Linked DNA regions of Capsicum annuum: region 2 is linked to region 1. Evidence: chromatin contacts called from public Hi-C data. All regions are on one chromosome and are shown on one strand. Each heading gives the region's core, a stretch centred on a gene start, on an enhancer-like site or on the middle of the called end of the contact. The rest is flanking DNA. Distances are from core to core; before and after follow the strand shown.

Region 1 (5,585 bases), core at 1,584-4,083:
GTAAATTCACTTGTCAAAAGCGCATCCAATCTCAGACTTCGCTGTGGAAATGTTGCCAGCTTCTGCTTATTATGACACTTGTTTGAATATTTTGTTATTTTCGAGTTAATTAGCATTTGCTATCATTTACGTCGTCATTTTCTGTCGACATCCATTTTGTTGCTTAGCTGCATATTCTTTAACAGGGAAGGCGAGAAGTAACATATGCTATAACCTTGTTTGATGCAAGTTGCACTCCTCATTGACATGTTATAGCTTCCTTCTGCCCTCGGCCAAAATCATCATCATCATAATAATCTCAATTAAAGTTTTCTCTGGGAACTTATTTGTGTGGCTATGAAAATAATAAATTGTATACAGAACCTATTAGTTATTTTCTAACTGAACTGCCTATGCACATTTAGTAGCGCTATTCGTTTAGTTACGAGTTTCATAATGTTGGTGCCATTAGCATTTTAATATTATTTACCTATAATATGTTCTGCCTAACTGTCCGCCCGTAGACTATCATGTTAATAAATGAGGGATAAATCTTGCTGTTGGTTTTTGCTGGGTTTGTTGAATGTGTGCATTACATGCTTCAAAAAGTCTTCTTTGATGTGTCTGTAATAGCCTTTGTGTCCCAAAAAATAACGTGCAAACCCGTTTTCAGTAAATCAGTATAGGATGAAAGAGCTTTCTTCATTAAAGTTTAGTGAAGGTGCGTAGCTTTTTTGATTGCCTACTGATTGACTACATCAACTAGGGGCAGGGCTCCTCCCGAAAAAGAGGTCTTACTTTATGGTTATGAAATTCGTTTGATTGAAAAGCAAGTTGATGATACCATATAAGTCAAACAGGCATGTCAGGCGAGAGTCCTTCACTGCACTCACTGTAGAAAGGGTAACATATCCTAATAAATTAGTAAGGTCCTATTCCTTTATTAGTAGCCAAAGTGTTGGTCGGCTAATTCATACACAACTTTCACATGTGCATTGAAGGACCTTTGATTAATAACTTCTCTTTTTGATTGACCTCCTCCTTTCTTTAATTCATACGCACAAAGGTCAAATATAGATTGTAATGGAAGTTATTGAATGAATCCATTAATGTTGCCATTTTACCTAGTTTAGCACATTGTTTCCGTTTTCTTTTGTTCTTAATAAGTTACTCATCTCCTTGAGCACCTCAGTAAGTGATACCAGGAGTACTCTGCAACTTGATAATTGCAGAAAATAGTCTCTCTGATTATTCTTCATATGATAACAGTTCATTTCTGGTGAGGCTTAGTATGACTAGTGACAAAGAAGGAACCTGCAATGTCAACCATTGGAAATGATTTTTGTGTAGTGTTTTATGTTCTGTGTCCACTACTCTTTTCTCCTTGGCAGAGGCTATCAGGAGCATCATTATTGATTTTTGCAAATAAGCAGGACATACAAGGTGCTCTTTCTCCAGATGAAATAGCCAAAGTAAGGATGCTTCTTGTTATACCTTAAGGCTTAAACTATGTTGAACAAACATTGAAGTGAAGTTCTTATGCTTGGAAGTAATACAGATGCAATCTATGATTGCAATTACGTTGAAGGTTTAGGCACGAACTTACTCTAAATCATCTTGTTGCCAAGTAGGTTTAAATTGGTAATATGTTTTGCATGCGTTCAGAAATCCGAAGATCCAGTTATGCAAAACCGAAATACTGAGAGATCAGGAGAGAAGCTTCTTTCTAGTGGTGGTTAGAAAGTATTACGTAGTAGTTTTGAAATTACTGCAGTTGACTAGTAACCTTTTTCCATATGGTTCCTTGCTTCTTTTTTGTGTATGGTTAATCATTCATAAAATTGACATTCACAGAGGATTCTTAATTTTTCTTCTGATTCAGGTGCTTAATCTGGAGGCTATGGACAATAGCAGGCACTGGAGAATCGTGGGATGTAGTGCATACACTGGAGACGGAATACTTGAGGGATTTGATTGGCTGGTACAAGACGTTGCATCACGAATCTATATGCTTGATTAAGTGAAGTCCACATTAATGTTTTGATTCCTGCAAGATGACTTTTTAAAAAAACTTTTGGATGTACCATTCAGAATACTTGTGGATGTACAGGTCAAAAATCATATATTAGCTTGATAAGACGTCAATTTATTAAATACCATCAAAATTTTTGACGATCTTTCTAGTACATGGAGGAGAATTGCGGTAAAGTTGACAACCAACATAATATTATGATGAATTATCTCACAATACAAAATATGCCTTTATCGAATATTGAGGAGGAGAATTCCGGGCCTCAACGTGCTTGAGTTTGAAATATAGTTCTAATTGTAGTATTCTTTCGGATGGTGCGGCAGGTGGGAAGGGGCTTAAACGAACCATTTGCTTTTCAGCAAAATTGATGCAATTTCAACCATAAACGAAATATACAAGAACCAAACTCATAAACTATAAGCAAAAAGGACTCTGTCCGTCAATAGTAGTCAGGTTAGTACAGAAATTCAGCAAGGAAAACCAATACAATTTATTTGATGGAATCCATCTCCAACGTCCAATTTAATATACATTGAAAATGAAATAGTAGGAAGACAAAGGGTACAAAAATACAAATAATCTGAAAAGAACAGATAAATGCGATATAGTGGAGCTATAAATATGAATATGAGTACGTTTACTAATCTAGCTGACTGAAAGTGTTGCTGATCACCCGTGCAGAGTCACTTGCATCACATATCAATACAGCCGGTCCTTGATTGAGATGGCTCGCCAAATTGGGCTGGAGCTTAAAGTACTCGTTCTTCACAAAACTTGCAGCTTCTTCTGCTCTATCTGCTTCTACAAATGCAAGACAGCAGCCTCGGAATCCTGCACCACTAAACCGCGCCCCAAGAACACCAGGGGCCCTCAGAAGAACCTCATATAGCTGTATAAGTGGTTCACAACCTAAAATCATTGAAGTGAAGCGCAAGATTTGGTTATTCTTGTCCCTCGACACAAATTATCGAGAAAGCTATGTATCGAATACAATGAAATTAAGATATCAAGTTCGAAAATAAACACTTACCACACTCATAGTTTTGAATAGAACTTAGACCAGATGCTGTAATAAGATCTCCGAATTCTTTAAGGTTTCCGGAAGCCCAAGCATCAAGTCCTTAAACAGACCACAAATGATGTTTAGTTATGAATAGACTGACCCAAAGCTCAACATGAAATAGAAGGAGCAAAGATCTATATAGAATAATACCTTTCAGAACTCTCTCGTTTTCAGAGAAATAATGCTCTGCTCGTTTAACTAGGTTGGCTTCTAATTTGCTCTGAAAAGAAAATTCCAAAAACATGGTATAGATACAATTGATCCATGTAAATGAGAAAAACATTTCCACAAATAAATGTCACAAATGACATTTTTGCATAATGATGGTTGAGTATTTAAACATCCAATATTTACTTGAGGATTTTACCTTGTGGACTTCAAAATCTTCTGGTTTAACTGCATAAAGAATAGATTTGTCGTCAACATCATCATTAAAGCTGCATTACTATCTCAAAAACAACTGCAGGCCGGATATCCTACCATTTGATAGAACAGGTTCCAACTCTTCATTCCCTGAAGCTCTAGAAGGTAAATATTAGAGTCAGAAGAAGAAATAAAAACCCTTAAGTCCTAGGATTGAGAGCTTTGATAGAAATGAATTAGATCTCATCGTACTTCATCACACTTCAATTTCATTATGAATAATTCAATAAGATTTCATTAGTCTTTGGACTGCTTCAACCTTTCAGGAAAGTTCAGAAGAAGGTTTGAGTTCAATCATTAAAGAATGTTCATCCTCTTTGTACATTTCCTTCAAGATTTAAAGATAACATATTTATCTTAATGGAGAGTGACCTACATTTAGGATTTACAGTTCATGTCTTGGTATTCAATCAATAAACAGGCATGCATTCCATGACCATAACTTGAAAAATAAACGTTTGTCATTCCAGTATGCAAGCTTCAATAGTAGGAAATTATCTTACTGCAACAGAACTTTTGCAGCCTCTTGACACTCCACAACTCGTCGATTATATCCAGGACTCGTTGTCAATGCCTGTTTAAGACCTGAAAAGGCCAGCAATATCTTGTATGCATTACCTCTCTCTCCTTCATGATTATTTTGCACCTCTGGCGGGTGTATCAGTTTGTGTTCTATTGTCTGCACACGTGGTCTATAATTGTCAGAGTTTTCCAGAGAACACAATCTGTATCAGACGAAAACAACAAAAGATGCACAACAACAACAACAACATACACAGTATATTTCCACCAAGTGGGCTCTGAGGAGGGTAAGTATACGCAGTCCATACCACTACCTCACAAATGAGATAGCGAAGTTATTTCCAATAGACCCCCGGCTCAAAATAAAACAATCTAGACAAGGAATAATAAAAGGACAAATACCAAGAAATCAACATATTCAATAATACCATAAACAAGATACACCAAGCAGTACAACAAAGATACAACATCCTAAACTCATACTAGCCTTCTACCCTAATCCGCCGCCTCCACAATTTCCTATCCTCAGTAAGCTGGAGCTGCTCCATGTCTTGTCTAATCATCTCCCTCCAATATTTCTTCAGTCTACCTCTCCCTCGCTTGACCCATCCCTAGCCAACCTTTCACACCTCCACACTGGGGCATCCGCGCCCCTCCTCATCATATGGCCGAACCATCTCAACCTCGCTTCCCTCATCTTGGCTTCCACCGATGCCACTCCCACCTTATCTTGAATAACCTCATTTCTAATACTATCTTTCCTAGTACACCCACACATCCACCAAAGCATTCTCATCTCTACCACCTTCATCTTCTAGATGGGGCTTTCTTAACAGGCCAACACTCCGCCCCATACAACAAAGCCGGTCTAACCACCACTTTGTAGATGCCATAATCTAAAACTGACATCATAACAAGAGAAAGATTGGAGCAAAATGACATAAACGACAAGGCAAGAGCATCACAAGCTAAATGAGGAAGAGAAAGTATCACTTTTAGCTGATGCCAAGAGGGAACAAATAAAAAATACAAGGGCAGGAAGAGCTTTCTAACTTCTTCTCAAAACTCAATTAACACAGAAGATTATTAATAAGCCAACCATTTAGTGTTTGGAATACAACACATCACCTTGCAGTTCATGAAGGTCAAACAGCCATAGCTTGATAACAATATTGCAGACTGATCCAATATCCCATTTTTCAGACCTAAATACTCGTTCTCAATCAGCCTGCACGCAACATAAGTAACAAGATTCATACCAAAATAATGTCAACAAATAGGATCCGGAGCATGTTTAGGTAAAAAGCAATACAGAAATCTGAAGATACAAATTAAGCATTTTCCTCTAATTTTTGGGTCTCCTTTAATAAGAACTTGTCAAATCCTTCATCAATGCTAATGGATGTGAGGAGCAACAGTGGATTTCCTGGTAACTGAATAGTTCAATATCCAAATTTGTCAAAATAAGCAAATTAAATATTACTTTTTCCATATTCAGCTAAATCATAATTGTTGAGACGGGAAAAAAGTGAATATATCTTTTTTCCGGAGGCAATGCCACTGCTC
Region 2 (5,585 bases), core at 2,016-4,515, 110 kb before region 1:
AAAAATAGAAATACGAGAGACACGAAAATAAGAGTAATATGAAAATAAGAAATAAGAAAAGGACACCCACTTAGTAATAGTATACACTAGCAGCTCCTATCAATGGACACAGTCCTAGGGTTACTAACCTGGCTACGCAAGAGCTCCCTAACTACAAGATACAACCCACCCTCGCATTAGCCTAATACCCTTATCCGCGACCCCACACCTTCCTATCTAGGGTCATGTCCTCAGTAAGCTGTAACAGCTCCATGTCATGTCTAATCACCTCTCTCCAGTATTTCTTCGGCCTACCTCTACTCCTCCTGAAACCATCCAAAGCTAGCTTCTCACACCTAAGAACTGGGGCATCCGTGCCCCTCCTCATCACATGCCCAAACCATCTCAGCCTTCCCTCCCGCATCTTGTCTTCCACCGACGCCACTCCCACCTTCTCCCGGATAAACTCATTTCTAACTCTATCCCCTCTAGTAAGTCCACACATCCAACGCAATATTCTCATTTCCGCTACCTTCAATTTTTGAATGTGGGAGTTCTTGACTGGCCAACACTTAGCACCATAAAGCATGGACGGACGGACTGCCGCTCTTGAAAAACTGGTCTCTTCTCATATATAGTATCCGAAGGAAAAAAGCAATCGATGTCCCTTCTAGTGACTTAAAAGCAGTGTTTGGTTCAACTTGTGGTCTCATTAAATGCTATTTCAATTTCGCTTATATAGGTAGAACTCTCTCTTTTTGCTAACATTATTTAAAAGTTGTATGCTTGTCTCTATTTTCAGGAGCTTGTTAATTACTACAACATCAGCACTTCAAGAGATTGGACTGGACGAGTTAAGAGCTTTAAATCAACAGGAAGCATTGGGAATGGGTTGAGGCCGATACTCCACAAATCTGCACCTCAAGTAGCTATCTTCTCTGCTAGAGGACCTAATGTCAAAGATTATAGCTTTCAGGATGCTGATCTCCTGAAACCCGATATACTGGCTCCTGGTTCTCTTATATGGGCTGCCTGGGCTCCCAATGGGACAGATGAAGCCAACTATTGTGGTATGTAGCCTTCATATTATTGTTTATAGGTAAATCAATTAAAATGTTTTATGTTGTTTGTTAGATTGTACCATTTTGTGAAAGAGAGAATTAGATGCCTAGTTGTATGTTCTGAATTTGATGCTCCTCTTGCATAATGGACTTAATCTGATACCAAGAAAATTGATCATTTATGTCCATTTAGTTGACCTTAAGTTCAGACTAAATCGATAAATGACTTAAAGTGATGGTGGGAAAGGAAGGCTTAGAGCAAGAAAAATAAGTTGCACGGTCAAAATGTATTAAACATATGTCAGTCTCAAAAGGAAATGTATTTTACACGTACTTCATAAATTTGCTTGAATCAGGTGAAGGATTTGCATTGATCTCTGGAACCAGCATGGCAGCACCCCATATAGCAGGAATAGCAGCCCTTATCAAGCAGCACCACCCTCATTGGAGCCCTGCTGCTATTAAATCGGCATTGATGACAACTTCATCAACCATTGATAGGGCAGAGAGACCGCTTCAAGCACAACAGTATTCTGGATCTGAGACCTTGACGCTCGTCCCAGCTACTCCATTTGACTATGGAAGTGGACATGTTAATCCTAGAGCAGCTTTGGATCCTGGACTTGTTTTTGATGCAGGTGATCTTCTGTGCCTCGTTCCCTCTAGTTTTGATATACCTTATTTTTTCTAACCAGATTATAAATCCTACTTGGATAATACATACCTCTTTCTAATTGGGAATAGTTAGTGCCTTTAATAATTACTAAATCTGGGGATCCTATCGGCTAATTACCTTTGATACACTTGAGTTGTATAGTCTAGTTGCAAGGTTTTTAGTCTCTCTTTTGTTTCCTTTCTAATTTGGAATGATACAGGAGTACACAATCATGACTGTTCCCTCACTCGAGTTGTGATAATTTTCCACTCTAGGGCCTCAAGGATTTGGTCTAGTGCTAGGAGTAAAACAGCACATGTGTGGATTTAGACACACATCAGAAGTTCGAACTTTCCCATATACCAAAGATTGGTAGTTAAGTGGAGAACGGTAGTGGGCAGACCCATTATCAACTGAGTCTTGGACCTTGCACCATTGGTACTTGGGATTTTCTCGGTTATAAAAATGAAGTAACTAATTTTTTCACACTATCTTCGTGAAGAAAAATTCAGCTTCATCATACCCCTCCAAGATTTTGTCTCCTGCTTTGCAATTAGTTTTGGTTGGCTGAAGTTGAACTTGAGATGTGCTGTTCTCATTTCTGTTGACTTGCTATGATCCTTGTGAAGATTGGCATGCACCTCTTGACTTCTCTATGGCCTTATCTAAACATCTTTCCTTAAAAAAGTAAAATAGAATTCAAGAAATGTAAATGCGTATACGACATTTTAGTGGCAAAATCTGCAGAAAAGAAATTTATATGGACAGAAGAAGTACGGGGAACTTATACCCCGTCCGTTGCAATTTTGTTTGGCCTACTTTGCTGGTTAGTGCGTTTCAAAAAGAACGCCTCTTTCCTTTTTAGCAGCTCTTTAATTTCAACTATCCAAATGACATGTTTAGGACCACTAGATTAAAAGACATTTTGGTACATTTAACATATTTTTAGTTTAAGAGCACAAGATTCAAAAGTTCTCTTTACTTTCTTAAATTCAGTGCCAAGTCAAAATAGGCCACATAAATTGAAGCGGAGGGAGTAATAGTATAGTGGAAGATTCTCTTCATGAAAAATAGTATAAGAGAAGATTGAATTCTCACGAACTTGCGAGAGTTGTGATGGTTCTTTTGGCTTTCAGGAACGTTATAAAATATACTTTTTTATCCATAATTTTTGCAGCTATACAGTGGGTGTAACTTCATGCGGGGTTGAATTCCACATGCAAACAGCTTTCTGAACTGCATTCTGACTCTTGATAACAAAGTTTTCAATATGTTGTAACTGCTTTAGCTTTTGTTTGATTGATTTTAGGTTATCAAGATTATTTGGGGTTCTTGTGCACTGTGCCTGGAATTGATGCTCACGAAATAAGGAACTTCACGCATTCCCCATGCAACTACACCCTTGGTCACCCATCAAATTTCAACTCACCCTCGATTGCAGTTTCACACCTTGTGGGAACTCGAGTAATCACACGCACAGTGACAAATGTTGCTGAGGAAGAAACTTATGTTGTAACAGCACGAATGGCTCCAGAAGTTGCCATTGAAACTAATCCTCCTGCAATGACTTTAAGACGTGGTGCGTCAAGGAAATTCACGGTAACACTCACTGTCCGATCAGTAACAGGAGCCTACAGTTTCGGAGAGGTTTTACTGAAAGGTAGCAGAGGGCACAAAGTCAGGATCCCTGTTGCAGCTATGGGTTATGATCGATAGACCGGTGTTTGCATCCAAAGTTGAAATATCTCGTTTGCTGCCATATTCTTTGGATCTGTGAGAATAAGATGCATATGGTTAGATGTGTTTTCTCCAAATATATATATAAGGTATGAAGTGAAAATCATGTAAAGTTTAATAGTATGAAGGGAGAAGTAGTTTCTTCCCATCCTAAGTTTTGCTAATTCTGTTGTAACATGGTGGAGTGTCTTTTATCTCCCCCCCTTCTGGTATGTATGGCATGCAGGCCCTCAGGCCTTTCTAAGAGTTAGAAAAGGGAAGGTAGGTAGGTTTGTATCTTCCCTAGTTTATTTTCAATTTCCTCTTGTATAAGTTAATCAAAGCTTCCAATTTAATGCACTTAATTATTTGCCACTTAGTCCCTCCTCCATGTTAACTTGTCTATATTTGATTTCACACATCCTTCACAAATACTTTTCCCGTTTAAAAAAGAATGACTTACTTTGACTTGACACAAAGTTTAAGAAAATAAAGAACTTTTGAATCTTGTGGCCTTAAATTAAAGTTGTGTCAAATGTACCAAAATGTCTTTTAATCTTGTGGTTCTAAACATGTCAGGTGGAAAAATGAAATTAAAGTATTGCCAAAAAAGAAAAGGGGCTACTCTTTTTGAAACAGATTACAAGATACAACCCACCCTCGCATTAGCCTAATACCCTTATCCGCGACCCCAAACCTTCCTATTTAAGTGCATGTTTTGGGTTTGACATTTCCCTTAATAAACTACTTAATTCCTAGAAATAAAATGTAATTTTATCAATTTACTCCTAAGTAAGGTTTATATCTGCTTCTAAGTTGACATTGATAACATTTAGAGACATGTTAAGGGATCGTTTGGTTTGAGGGATAGGAGTAGATAATCTTGGGATAAAATTTTAATGCATCATAATTGCTTGTTTGGTTGTACAAGTTGGGATAATTTATTTTAGGATTATTAATTAGTATCGAGATAAGTTGTCACCCTCTCTTTGTGGTATAATAATACCTGAATAAGTTATCCTTGGTTAAAGTAATTAAAATGACAAAAATACCCTTACTGACTCTTTTTATTATCATTTTTCACATCCATGCATGTTCACAATATTTTTAATACAATTTATTTATAATAGCATTCACAACCTCCACTCCTCGTTATTTTATGATAAATCTTCATATATTTTATTTAAAAAATTACATTATATAATATCTTTTTTTATTTATGAATATATTATACGTTAAATTTATTTGAGTAATTATTATGTTTATTTATATATTTTGATTTTTGTTAAGAATAATAAAAATGTTGACTCCATTGTGGAATTATATATTTTGAATTAAATTTTTAATCACTTGAAAATTGATATTGTATATATCAATTAAAATGAATTTTAATATTTTATATTATATGAGTGATGCGTGTTTAAGTGAAGTGACATAAATAACAATTTTTTCTTTACTTTAACAAACTTAAGCTGAAAGTTTTATTTCAAATTAAATATAATGTAGTAAAAAAAATTTTAATACAGACCGCATAATCATGGGAAGGCACCCACAAAAAAATTTAAGCTAAATAAGATAAAAAGTTATTTTTAAATACACAATATAATTATGGAAATGCACACACACAAAAAAATTAAGCTAAATAAGATGAAAGTTTTATTTTTAAGAATGAATATTTAAAGCTTGAAAAAAAATTATATAAAAAAAGCTAAATAAGATGAAGAATGTTTTTGTAATCAATTAAATTATTCTTAGAAATTATACCATGCATATTACTTTGAATACAACAAACCAAACACTCAATAAAAACTAAGCCCAACATAATTAATTTCAGTATAACTTATCTTATCTTAACTAATCCCAACATAACTTACATTCAAACCAAACGACCCCTAAGGGGTCATTTGGTTGGAAAATAGTTATCCGAAGATAATTAATCCCGAGATTAATTATTTCAAAATTATTCAGAATAATTTATCCCACGATGCATATGGGATAACTTATCCCATCACTATGGTTTAAATGGTGGGATAGGTTATCGCAGTATTAGCTAATAACTCCAATCAAACATGGGATAAAATAATCCTTTATTTTATTCTGAGACTACTTATTTTTCATACATCATACCAAACGACTCCTAAAAGTACAAGGACGTATTAGGAAGATTATGATTA

What was found. Hi-C and Micro-C count contacts between places; a contact is called where the count stands out from the background.
Region 2: a Hi-C map of bud shows a contact between it and region 1, with 7 times the contacts expected there. The contact joins two enhancer-like sites. A contact is called at or near these places in 4 of 5 Hi-C or Micro-C datasets (bud, leaf and placenta).

The regions. Positions count from the first base shown.
Region 1 is chr7:45,772,354-45,777,938 of UCD10Xv1.1, reverse strand. LOC107877852 (galacturonokinase) reads right to left here. Exons shown (of 14, transcript XM_016724615.2): 8 at 5,148-5,247; 9 at 4,001-4,176; 10 at 3,555-3,595; 11 at 3,442-3,470; 12 at 3,225-3,294; 13 at 3,042-3,131; 14 at 2,405-2,920. The coding sequence ends at 2,652. It overlaps LOC107877853 (ADP-ribosylation factor-like protein 2), which reads left to right. Exons shown (of 8, transcript XM_016724618.2): 7 at 1,371-1,451; 8 at 1,862-2,154. The coding sequence ends at 1,999. Among protein-coding and RNA genes, the nearest start is that of LOC107877853, 15 kb to the left of the region's middle. Within about 2 kb of position 2,833, at least 3 of the 5 cell types and tissues checked have an H3K27ac peak or open chromatin away from gene starts, as enhancers often do. A contact at or near this core is called in bud and leaf, where this site is marked.
Region 2 is chr7:45,886,776-45,892,360 of UCD10Xv1.1, reverse strand. It overlaps LOC107877854 (subtilisin-like protease SBT2.5), which reads left to right. Exons shown (of 11, transcript XM_016724624.2): 9 at 782-1,049; 10 at 1,397-1,678; 11 at 3,005-3,790. The coding sequence ends at 3,411. Among protein-coding and RNA genes, the nearest start is that of LOC107877854, 24 kb to the left of the region's middle. Within about 2 kb of position 3,265, at least 4 of the 5 cell types and tissues checked have an H3K27ac peak or open chromatin away from gene starts, as enhancers often do. A contact at or near this core is called in bud and leaf, where this site is marked.